2 separate regions of the Sus scrofa genome follow, and region 1 is linked to region 2. A link is a contact called in public HiChIP or PLAC-seq data. All regions are on one chromosome and are shown on one strand. Each heading gives the region's core, a stretch centred on a gene start, on an enhancer-like site or on the middle of the called end of the contact. The rest is flanking DNA. Distances are from core to core; before and after follow the strand shown. Region 1 overlaps PTPN1 (protein tyrosine phosphatase, non-receptor type 1). Region 2 has its middle 16 kb from the start of PTPN1.

The links. HiChIP or PLAC-seq counts read pairs in DNA pulled down with a chosen protein or histone mark.
Region 1: an H3K27ac HiChIP or PLAC-seq map of alveolar macrophages shows a contact between it and region 2. The contact joins two enhancer-like sites. A contact is called at or near these places in 11 of 47 Hi-C or Micro-C datasets (embryonic fibroblasts, fetal heart ventricle, fetal liver and 6 more) and 1 of 2 datasets of contacts at active chromatin or transcription factors (alveolar macrophages).

Annotation. Positions count from the first base shown.
Region 1 is chr17:52,080,151-52,084,623 of Sscrofa11.1, forward strand. PTPN1 (protein tyrosine phosphatase, non-receptor type 1) reads left to right here. Exons shown (of 10, transcript NM_001113435.1): 6 at 171-380; 7 at 804-965; 8 at 1,344-1,567; 9 at 3,128-3,299. Among named protein-coding and RNA genes, the nearest start is that of PTPN1, 65 kb to the left of the region's middle. Within about 2 kb of position 1,776, at least 2 of the 83 cell types and tissues checked have an H3K27ac peak or open chromatin away from gene starts, as enhancers often do. A contact at or near this core is called in alveolar macrophages, where this site is marked.
Region 2 is chr17:51,998,906-52,003,364 of Sscrofa11.1, forward strand. No RefSeq gene overlaps it. Among named protein-coding and RNA genes, the nearest start is that of PTPN1, 16 kb to the right of the region's middle. Within about 2 kb of position 1,361, at least 1 of the 83 cell types and tissues checked has an H3K27ac peak or open chromatin away from gene starts, as enhancers often do. A contact at or near this core is called in alveolar macrophages, where this site is marked.

The DNA of each region.
Region 1 (4,473 bases), core at 526-3,025, 82 kb after region 2:
AGCCTGGGGTCCACGTGGGGCCAGGTGTTTGCTGACTGGGCTTGTGGACTTGGGGAGAAAATCTGAGAATCAAGTTTGGTGGATGGGGAGGCACTTCGTGCTTACTTGAAATTAGTGATTTCTGAACAGGCGAATCTCTTAGAATCATCACGAGTATGTTTCTCTTTCAGTCTCAAGAAACTCGAGAGATCTTACATTTCCACTATACCACATGGCCTGACTTTGGAGTCCCCGAATCGCCAGCCTCATTCCTGAACTTTCTTTTCAAAGTCCGTGAGTCGGGGTCCCTCAGCCTGGAGCATGGCCCCATCGTGGTGCACTGCAGTGCCGGTATCGGCAGGTCGGGGACCTTCTGTCTGGCTGACACTTGCCTCTTGCTGGTAAGAAGGCCCTTGAAGACCCAGGGAAGAGAAGGGACCACACTTGAACCTCCACTCTGGCTTGGCCAGAGCCTCTCCGTTAGTGTTTCTGCAGTAAACTAGCTTTGACCTTCACTTTTTAACAGCTTCCCTCCTGTGAAAGGAGCCTTTCCCCAAATAGCTTCGTTTGAAAGGATGCTCTTAATTTTATTGTGGAAGCTGGGAAGATCCAAAGAATCCCCTTCCCTCTGATTTTTTTCCCCTTACATGGTCCCAGATTTACTGCTCTATTTTCTAGACTTCTGCCAACCTCACTGATTTTTCCTAAGGAGGAATTGGTATACTCCTTTCCTAAGGAGGAATTGGTATACTCTTCCCTTTTGAAAGTCACATGGTGCTTGAGACTTGGACCTCACTGGCCTGTGTCTCCTCTCTGGCTTTCAGATGGACAAAAGGAAAGACCCTTCTTCTGTTGATATCAAGAAAGTTCTATTAGAAATGAGGAAGTTTCGGATGGGACTGATCCAGACAGCAGACCAGCTCCGTTTCTCCTACCTGGCTGTGATCGAGGGTGCCAAATTCATCATGGGAGACTCTTCAGTACAGGTCAGCATTGCTTTTGCTTTAACCCAGGTGTGTTGGTTTTAAATTTTTGCCTCTAAATAAGGAGGCTATTCGTTGTAAAAAGTTCAAAAGTATCCTGTGTCAGAGGAAATAGTTACCCTTCATATTTAAATAGCTGGAGTTGTGGAAGTTTTCACCACGTTCCAGTTTCTGCCTTTGAAGAGCTCACATAGAGAGCATTAGTAGGCAGAATAGACTTTATTTGCAGAACACCTCATCTTCCAAGGACGTGGCTGGAGACCCAAGAAGCTGGGAGGGTCCCTCACGAGCCCTCACCTCTGCCCACTTAAAGGGGAGCATTCCTTGATAAATCAGCCAAATGTGAAATCTCATGAGACTTCTCCTTGCTGCTTTTTCAAGGAGCAATGGAAGGAACTCTCCCACGAGGACCTGGAGCCCCCACCAGAGCACGTCCCCCCGCCTCCTCGGCCTCCCAAACGAATCCTGGAGCCGCACAATGGGAAATGCAAGGAGTTCTTCCCAAACCACCAGTGGGTAAAGGATGAGACTGAGGAGGATAAAGAAGATGGCCCTATCAAGGAAGAAACCAGAACCCCCTTAAACGTCTCCTGCAGCCTAGAAAGGTAATGTGAGAGGGTCCTGGCATCCTGGGGGCTGGGGAAGTGGCCTTTTGTTCCAGAAATACATGTTGATATTGAAACCTGTGGATATAGGCTTCTTTTAGCAAGCACCACTTCTTTGTCCTTGGGGGATGGGGTCCTGGACCATCACTGCTTCCCAGGGTTGGGCCTGGTGACTGACTGACTTTAGTGTGGGCCTAGCACCACCTGCTGGTGCTTGTTGAAATCATGTCTGGTGTAGCTGAGTCAGACCTTCAGCACCAGTGCTGACAGAAGCCTCCCCCAGGCTTCAGGCCAGTCCTGAAACTGATATCCAGGCTTGAGCATGTCCTTTCAGCCCCCACTGGTTTTTGGGGAACTTAACCTTTTCGTTTAGCCTTGATTAACCTGATCACCATTTTGCTTCCTTGCAGTTCGACAAAGATTACCGAGCACCTACTGATGCGTGTCGAACACTGAGATAACTAGACCATGGCCCCTGGTCTGTGTTCTAGATGGTTTTGTCAGGAAGGGAGCAGTAGATTGTGGTGGGGCCTGTGGACAGTGTTGTAATGGAGGTGTGCGCTGAAGTGGTCAGCCTTTGAGAAGGGACACTCAGCCTTCTGTGGGTGGTCAAGGAAGGCTGCCTGCAGGAGGTGGCGTCATGCAGAAGCTTGAAGGATGAATGAAGCAGAGTTAGCCCAGGCCTGAGACTGGAGGCAGTGCCCTTGTCTGCTTTTTTGGAGGGTGGTTTACGATTGGTGCACGGTCTCGACCCCGCATTTATCTACATCTAGAAATTCAGCCTGCAGCAGTTCTCAGGCAGGTGTGCAGAGATGTATAGCTAGAGGCCTTATAGTGGTGTCATCATTTGTAATTGTGAAAGACTAGAGAAGAGCAGGTTATATATCCAGGGAGCAGATAAATTTGCCTTCCCCCTGTGTTGGCTGTTTTACAGCTGTTACCGTGTGGAGTCAAGATGTAGCGTTGTGGCCAGACGTCACAACAGGTGTGCATGATAAAAGAGGTTACCCGCGATGTGTGCCCCATTGGTTCTGTGGCTAAATTGATCATCAGAAATCTCACCTGGATACTTTGCCAAATGCTGGTTTCCAAGTCCCAGTCTTTCATGCAGCTGCTCCTCATCACAGGGCCGGCACAGGAGGTGCATGATGTCCGCGTGTCCGTAGCATCAAAGGCCTCTCTGCGTGTCAGTCTGCTGGGGTCCCGGGGAGGGAGTGGAAGGCTGGGGGCCATGCCATTGCCTTCCCTGATCTGAAGGGTACATTCTTTCAGCAGCCCCAGGGCAAAGTTGGCACCTGTTTGCACCAGTGGCTGTATTTTTCCTTAGGCCCTTAGCCACCCTCCATCTCTAGGCTGGAGTCCTGGGGCCTCCAGAACCCTACCCTGGCTGTAGGGCCCTGCGGTGGAGGTAGTAACAGCGGGCCTCCGGTCAGTGTCAACATTGCCAAGCTCCGTTTGCATGTGGCTCATCTTTTCCTAGAATACCTTCCATAATAATAGTGTCCCTGCCATTGTTTTCCCCAGAGTGAGTAACCCACCTTTGCCCCCCTCATTCCTCAGCGCGAGTCAAGACACTGAAGTCAGAAGGCGGGTCGTGGGGGCAGGTTCTGCCCAGGGAGAGCCATCACCACCCAAGGAGGAGCAGGACCAGGCGTTGACTCCCTGGAAGCCCTTCCTGGTCAACATGTGCATGGCCACAGTCCTCACCGCTGGCGCGTACCTCTGCTACCGGGTATGTTTTCACTGACGGACGTGCTGGCCAGACCGCGTGTACAGAAAGCCCTGGCCACCAGCCCGGCGTTAGCACTCAGAGCAGGAGGCTCTGAGCCAGTCTCAGAAGAAGCAGATCAAAGGTTTTCAAAGTCTGGAACTGTGAAGGGCTAACAGGAGAGAATTAAGGATTGATGCACTGGGGTTTTAAGGAGCCCTGTGGTCCCAAGAATATAAGAGTCTAATCTCAGGGCCTTAACCTATTCAGGAGTAAGTAGAGAAAATGCCAAATATGTCTCGCTCTCTTTTTTCTTTCTTTCTTTTCTTTTCTTTTTTTTTTTTTTTTTTTTTTTTTTTTTTTGGTTCATTTATTTTTGAAAAAAAATAATAGAATTACAACACATTGTTGTTTTTAACCTTTATAAAAAGCAGCTTTTTGTTATTTCTAGGGGAAAAGAAAAATGACTAGGCACTTATGAAACTCTTGTAACCTTAGGTGGTGTAACCAGATACACAATTTTTATTTGATTTCCCAGGGAAAGACTCCCACACTTTGACGAATGTAAACTCCTTTGGAAAAGAGGGTTTAAGGGTTTCGGACACTGTCTCGCTCAGGCACCTCCTCTGCTGCGCTCACACGGAGCTGGGACAGTGCCTGTGAGCTTTCCCATTTTAAGGAAAACAGCAAAAGGCCGTCTGGAGAAAACAAGTCCGCTTCTGCTTTTGCTCAGGGTGCCGCGCTGGTCTCGCAATGTCTGTTTCTCCACCCATCCATCCCTTCTCGTTATAGCCGTCCTGCACGTGGCCTGCCCCCATGGCTCCATCCGCCTGCACGGGGTTCCTCGGGGCCCCTGCCTCAGGGTCAGAGGTCACCACAGTGTGGCCACCAGCTTTTCACCCTGCCCCTGAGATCCAGAAAGAGCGGTTTCCACTTCGCTTGGAATATAAATGCGGTTTCAGTAGAAATCCACACATTAGAAGTGTGTCGCAGTTAAAGTTGAGGAGGAGAATAAGGATTAGCCTCAAAACTGGTCATGGATACCACCTCACAGACCTTTTTTTTATGATTTTCAATATTTTGCCTCTTTCTAAGCAGCCGTCTTTGAGTGCATCAGATGGTTTAGCAACACGCAAACAGATTTTTCCTTAGGGGTGATTTTTGGAAAGGGAGAGCTACTATTTAAAAAAAATCCAAA
Region 2 (4,459 bases), core at 111-2,610:
AGGTGCAAAGCCAACGTTTACAAAGTGCAGGGCACTGACATGCATTAGTACATTTAATCTTGTTTTTATAATTCCCATTTTACAGATGAGAAAACTGGGTTCAGAGAGGAATGTGACTTGCTCTTGGTAATGTGGCAGTTAACTGGCAGTGCTGAAATTCCAGCTCAGATTTAGTCTGCAAAAACAATGTCTACCAGCCCCCCACCCCCACCCCACACATCTACTTTTTCCTAAATGATGTTTAGGAGGTTATCAAGACTGAGGTTGAGAAAAGCCTTATGGTGTCCTTAAATTTTTTTTTGGTGTCCCTAAATTTTAAAGATACTTTACGAATTTCATTTGCACTTTTCATTTATTCAGTACATTTATTAAGTAGCCAATATATGGTGAGACAAGACAGACAAAATCCTTTCCCCTTAGAGTTTATGTTACAGCAGGAAAAGAGACACTAAACCACTAAACAACACATGTGGGAGGCATGGAAGTACAGATCTTTAGAGTGGGAGTGAGAGGGAGAAGAGAAGGCCACCAATGAAAGGAAATTATTTGATCACAGCTGAGATGCAGATTCTCAGTCTCAGCCTGATGGATATTTTGGGCTGGATTTTTCCATTGTTGGGGACAGTCTTGTGCAAGTAGGATGTTTCATACTGAAGAACTGGACCCTAAATATAGACATTACTATAGATGAAGTCTTCATAAAAAAGAGTTTAAAAAATTATTTCAGAAGACTCTACAATAGGACTATCAGTTGGACATTCAAGGGGAAATCAAGTTTGGTCAGAACTTAAACAGTTTAAGTTTAAGAGGGCGTGAGAATCCAGGACGGGTGGGACCACACTCGCATGTAAGCAAGTGGGAGAACTTTATGGAAATGCAGGTGTTTGGTGTTGGGGGTGAGGAATGACAGTTTTCTACACATAAGCAAAAGATGGTCCAAACAGGTCAATGCCAAAGCTGTCTGGAGACAATGCTGGACTTCACACCAGTCTGTGTGAGCTTAGTTCATGGATCAATCAACCTTCCCCTCAGAGGGGGAAATTCCACTAAATAGAAAAGAATCTTATTTGCTCATACTCTTGGCTATCTTCAGATTATAGATGCCTTTAGGGCCCATTTAAGAGGTCTTATAGCGCTTCTTTAACTGTTACTCAAACCAGGCTCAAAAGCAGGAGATTGACATAACAGTCAAGATACAAGCGTCCTTCAAAATTATATCTGGTCCACCCAAACCCCAAAGTGAATTGGGATTTCAACTTTTTAAATGAGACTCTTTAGTGCCAACAGCAATAAAGACCAATGAGTCAAAAGCTCATGCAATTTCAAAACTGTGGTTTTCTTCTGATGGCTGCTGGGGACTTCCACAGAAGTCACGATGTTAATACAGGAACAAACAATGAAAAAAAAATGGCAACATGACAGAGGCATAGACCAATGTCTGTATGTTTACCTGAGTCCAAATAAATCCTATACTAGTGGTATTTATATGTGTAACCATAAATGGCAGGGCCAGCGTGGGTCCTTGACTCTGCCTTTTAGTAGCTCTGGGACCTGAGGAAGTCCCTTCGGCTTTCTGAGCACCAGCTTCCTCATTTCTAAAATGCAGGTGGTAGTAGAACCTGCCTCAGAGAGTTGTTGTGAAAATTAAATAAGATACTGTGTGTTAAATGCTAAATAAGGTGATATGTTAGTTTCCTATGGTTGCTGTTTCAAATTATCACAAACCTAGTGGCTGAAAGTAATGCGAAGTTATTGCCTTATAATTACAAAGTCAGAAGATGGGTCTTATGGAGCTAAAAAAAAAAAAAAAATAAGGGCGTTTGCAGATCTCCATTCCTTTCAGAGTCTCCAGGCAGGAATCTGTTTCCTTGCCTTTTCCAGCTTCTTGGCTCGTGGCACATCCTCCATCTTCAAAGAAAACAGCATGGCATCTTCTGATCACTCTCTTAGACCCTGATTCCTTATTTACATCGTTTTCTCTGACTTTGACCCACCTGCCTCCCTTTTATAAGGACCCTTTTTGCTCCATTGGGCCCACGGAGATAATCCAGGATAATCTCCCCATCTCAATATCATTAACCTACTCACGAAGTCCCTTCTGCCACATAAAGTAACACATTTATAGGTTCTGAGGTTTAGAGCATAGATTTCTTTGTAGGGACCATTATTCTATCTACTGTAAGTGGCTATTTATAGCATTATTCGTATGGGTTGCTGGTTACACATACTTGAAGGCAATGTACAGTAAGGATGACATATTGTAAAGGGGGAAAAACCCAAACCCTAACCCTAAAATCCTAAGAGTGATTGTGATTGATGTTAAATCGATGTAACTAAGATGTTTCTTTTCTCCATTTTTGATAACACATATATTACTTTTATTTTATTTTATTTATTGTCTTTTTAGGGCCTCACCCATGGCATATGGAAGTTCCCAGGCTAGAAGTCAAATCGGAGCTACAGCTGCCAGCCTACACCACAGCCACAGCAATGCAGGATCCGAGCTGTACCTGCCATCTACATCACAGTTCATGGAAATGCTGGATCCTTAACCCACTGAGGGAGGCCAGGGATCGAACCTGTGTCCTCTTGGACACTAGTTCACACCGCTGAGCCATGATGGGAACCCCTTATGTTACTTTTATAATAAAAATATTTTTATTAAAATGTTAGTAAATATGAAAATAGAAATCTCAATTTTATATGATAGTATTTTCATGTATTGTTCTAGCTATCGGGTGATGCATGACAAACCAGCCCCAAATTTAGTGGCTTAAAAACAGCAGTTTATTATTCTCATTGGCAGTTTTATGGGTTGACTGGACTCGGCTGAGTGAGTCTCATGCCGTTGCAAACAGATGGCTACTGGGCTTGACGTTATCTTGATTTGAACTGGACATTGCAGATGGCATCTCAGGGCTCTCCCACTGGAGTAGCCTGAACTTCCATGGTGGCTCAGGGCTACACAAAGCACGAAGCCTAGAACTGGCCCAGCAGCACTTTCACCCTGTTCTATTGGTCAAACAGACACAAAGTCAAGGCCAGTCCAGATTCAAGGGGGCAGAACAATAGAGCCCATATCTCAAGAGAAAGAATGAATAACAGGCATCTTTGAAGTCAAGCTAACAAGTATCTTGCTCTTTCTCCACCCACTCCTCCCCAATATCATCCCGGGATGTTGCATGCTTCCCCCTGCCCTATTTCATCCTGGGATGTCTCTCTCTTCTTCTTTGAGGGGAGTATCACTGCAAAAGCACATCACAGTTTTATGGGTTTTCAGTTAGGACATGAACCTTGCCCCCCCACCCCCCGCCAGCAGCATCAAGAGCTTAAGCTCCTCAAGAAGTTGAGGTGGACTTTCTTGTTTTCTTCTGCTTGTTTAACATCCCTTCCCACTTCCTGTGCCCGAATCTTCCTGTGGGGGAACTACTGGTCAACCACAATGCCTTAAACTCTTTTAGCCTGTGAGTGGCTAAGTCACCGGGGCCAAGCCAAACAAACCCTCTCTGAAATCTAAATTTCCAACAGAGTGACAAACTAATTCTGAAAAATGTTTGCAGTAGACATTGTGACTCCCCACCAACTATTACACCCCAGGGGCAAGAAGGCCTAATTAGTCTAAGCCAGGATTTTTCAACCTCTGCTGACACTTCAGAACACAGAATTTTCCTTTATTTTTATTTTTATTTTTATTACTCAAATTAATTTATCACATCTGTAGTTGTATAATGATCATCACAATCTGATTTCACAGGATTTCCGTCCCATAGCCCAAGCACATCCCCCCACCCCCCAAACTCTCTCCTCCAGAGACCATAAGTTTTTCAATGTCTGTGAGTCAGCATCTGTTCTGCAAAGAAGTTCAGTCTGCCCTTTTTTCAGATTCCACGTGTCAGTGAAAGCATTGGATGTTGGTGTCTCGTTGTACGGCTGACTTCACTTAGCATGATAGTTTCTAGGTCCATCCATGTTGCAAAAAATGCTGGCATTTCGTTCTTTTTAATGGCTGAGTAATATTCCATTGTGTATATGAACCACATCTTCTTGATCCACTCCTCTGTCGATGGACATTTAGGTTGTTTCCATGTCTTGGCTATTGTAAATAGTGCTGCAATGAAATCAGAGTACATGTGTCTTTGTGAGTCGTGGTTTTCTCTGGGTAGATGCCCAGGAAGAATTTTCTTTCTTTTTTAAATTAAGGTATAGTTGATTTACAATATTGTGTTAGCTTCAGGTGTATGGTGAAGTGGTTTGATTACATATATATATGAATATATATAATCTTTTTTCAGATTCTTTTTCTTTATAGGTTATTACAAAATACTGAATAGAATTCCTTGTGTTATACAGTAGGTCCTTGTGGTTATCTGTTTTATCTATAGTAGTGTGTATAAGTCAATGCCAAACTCCAAATTTATTCCTCCCCCACCGTTCCCCTTTAAGAATCAGAAGTTTATTT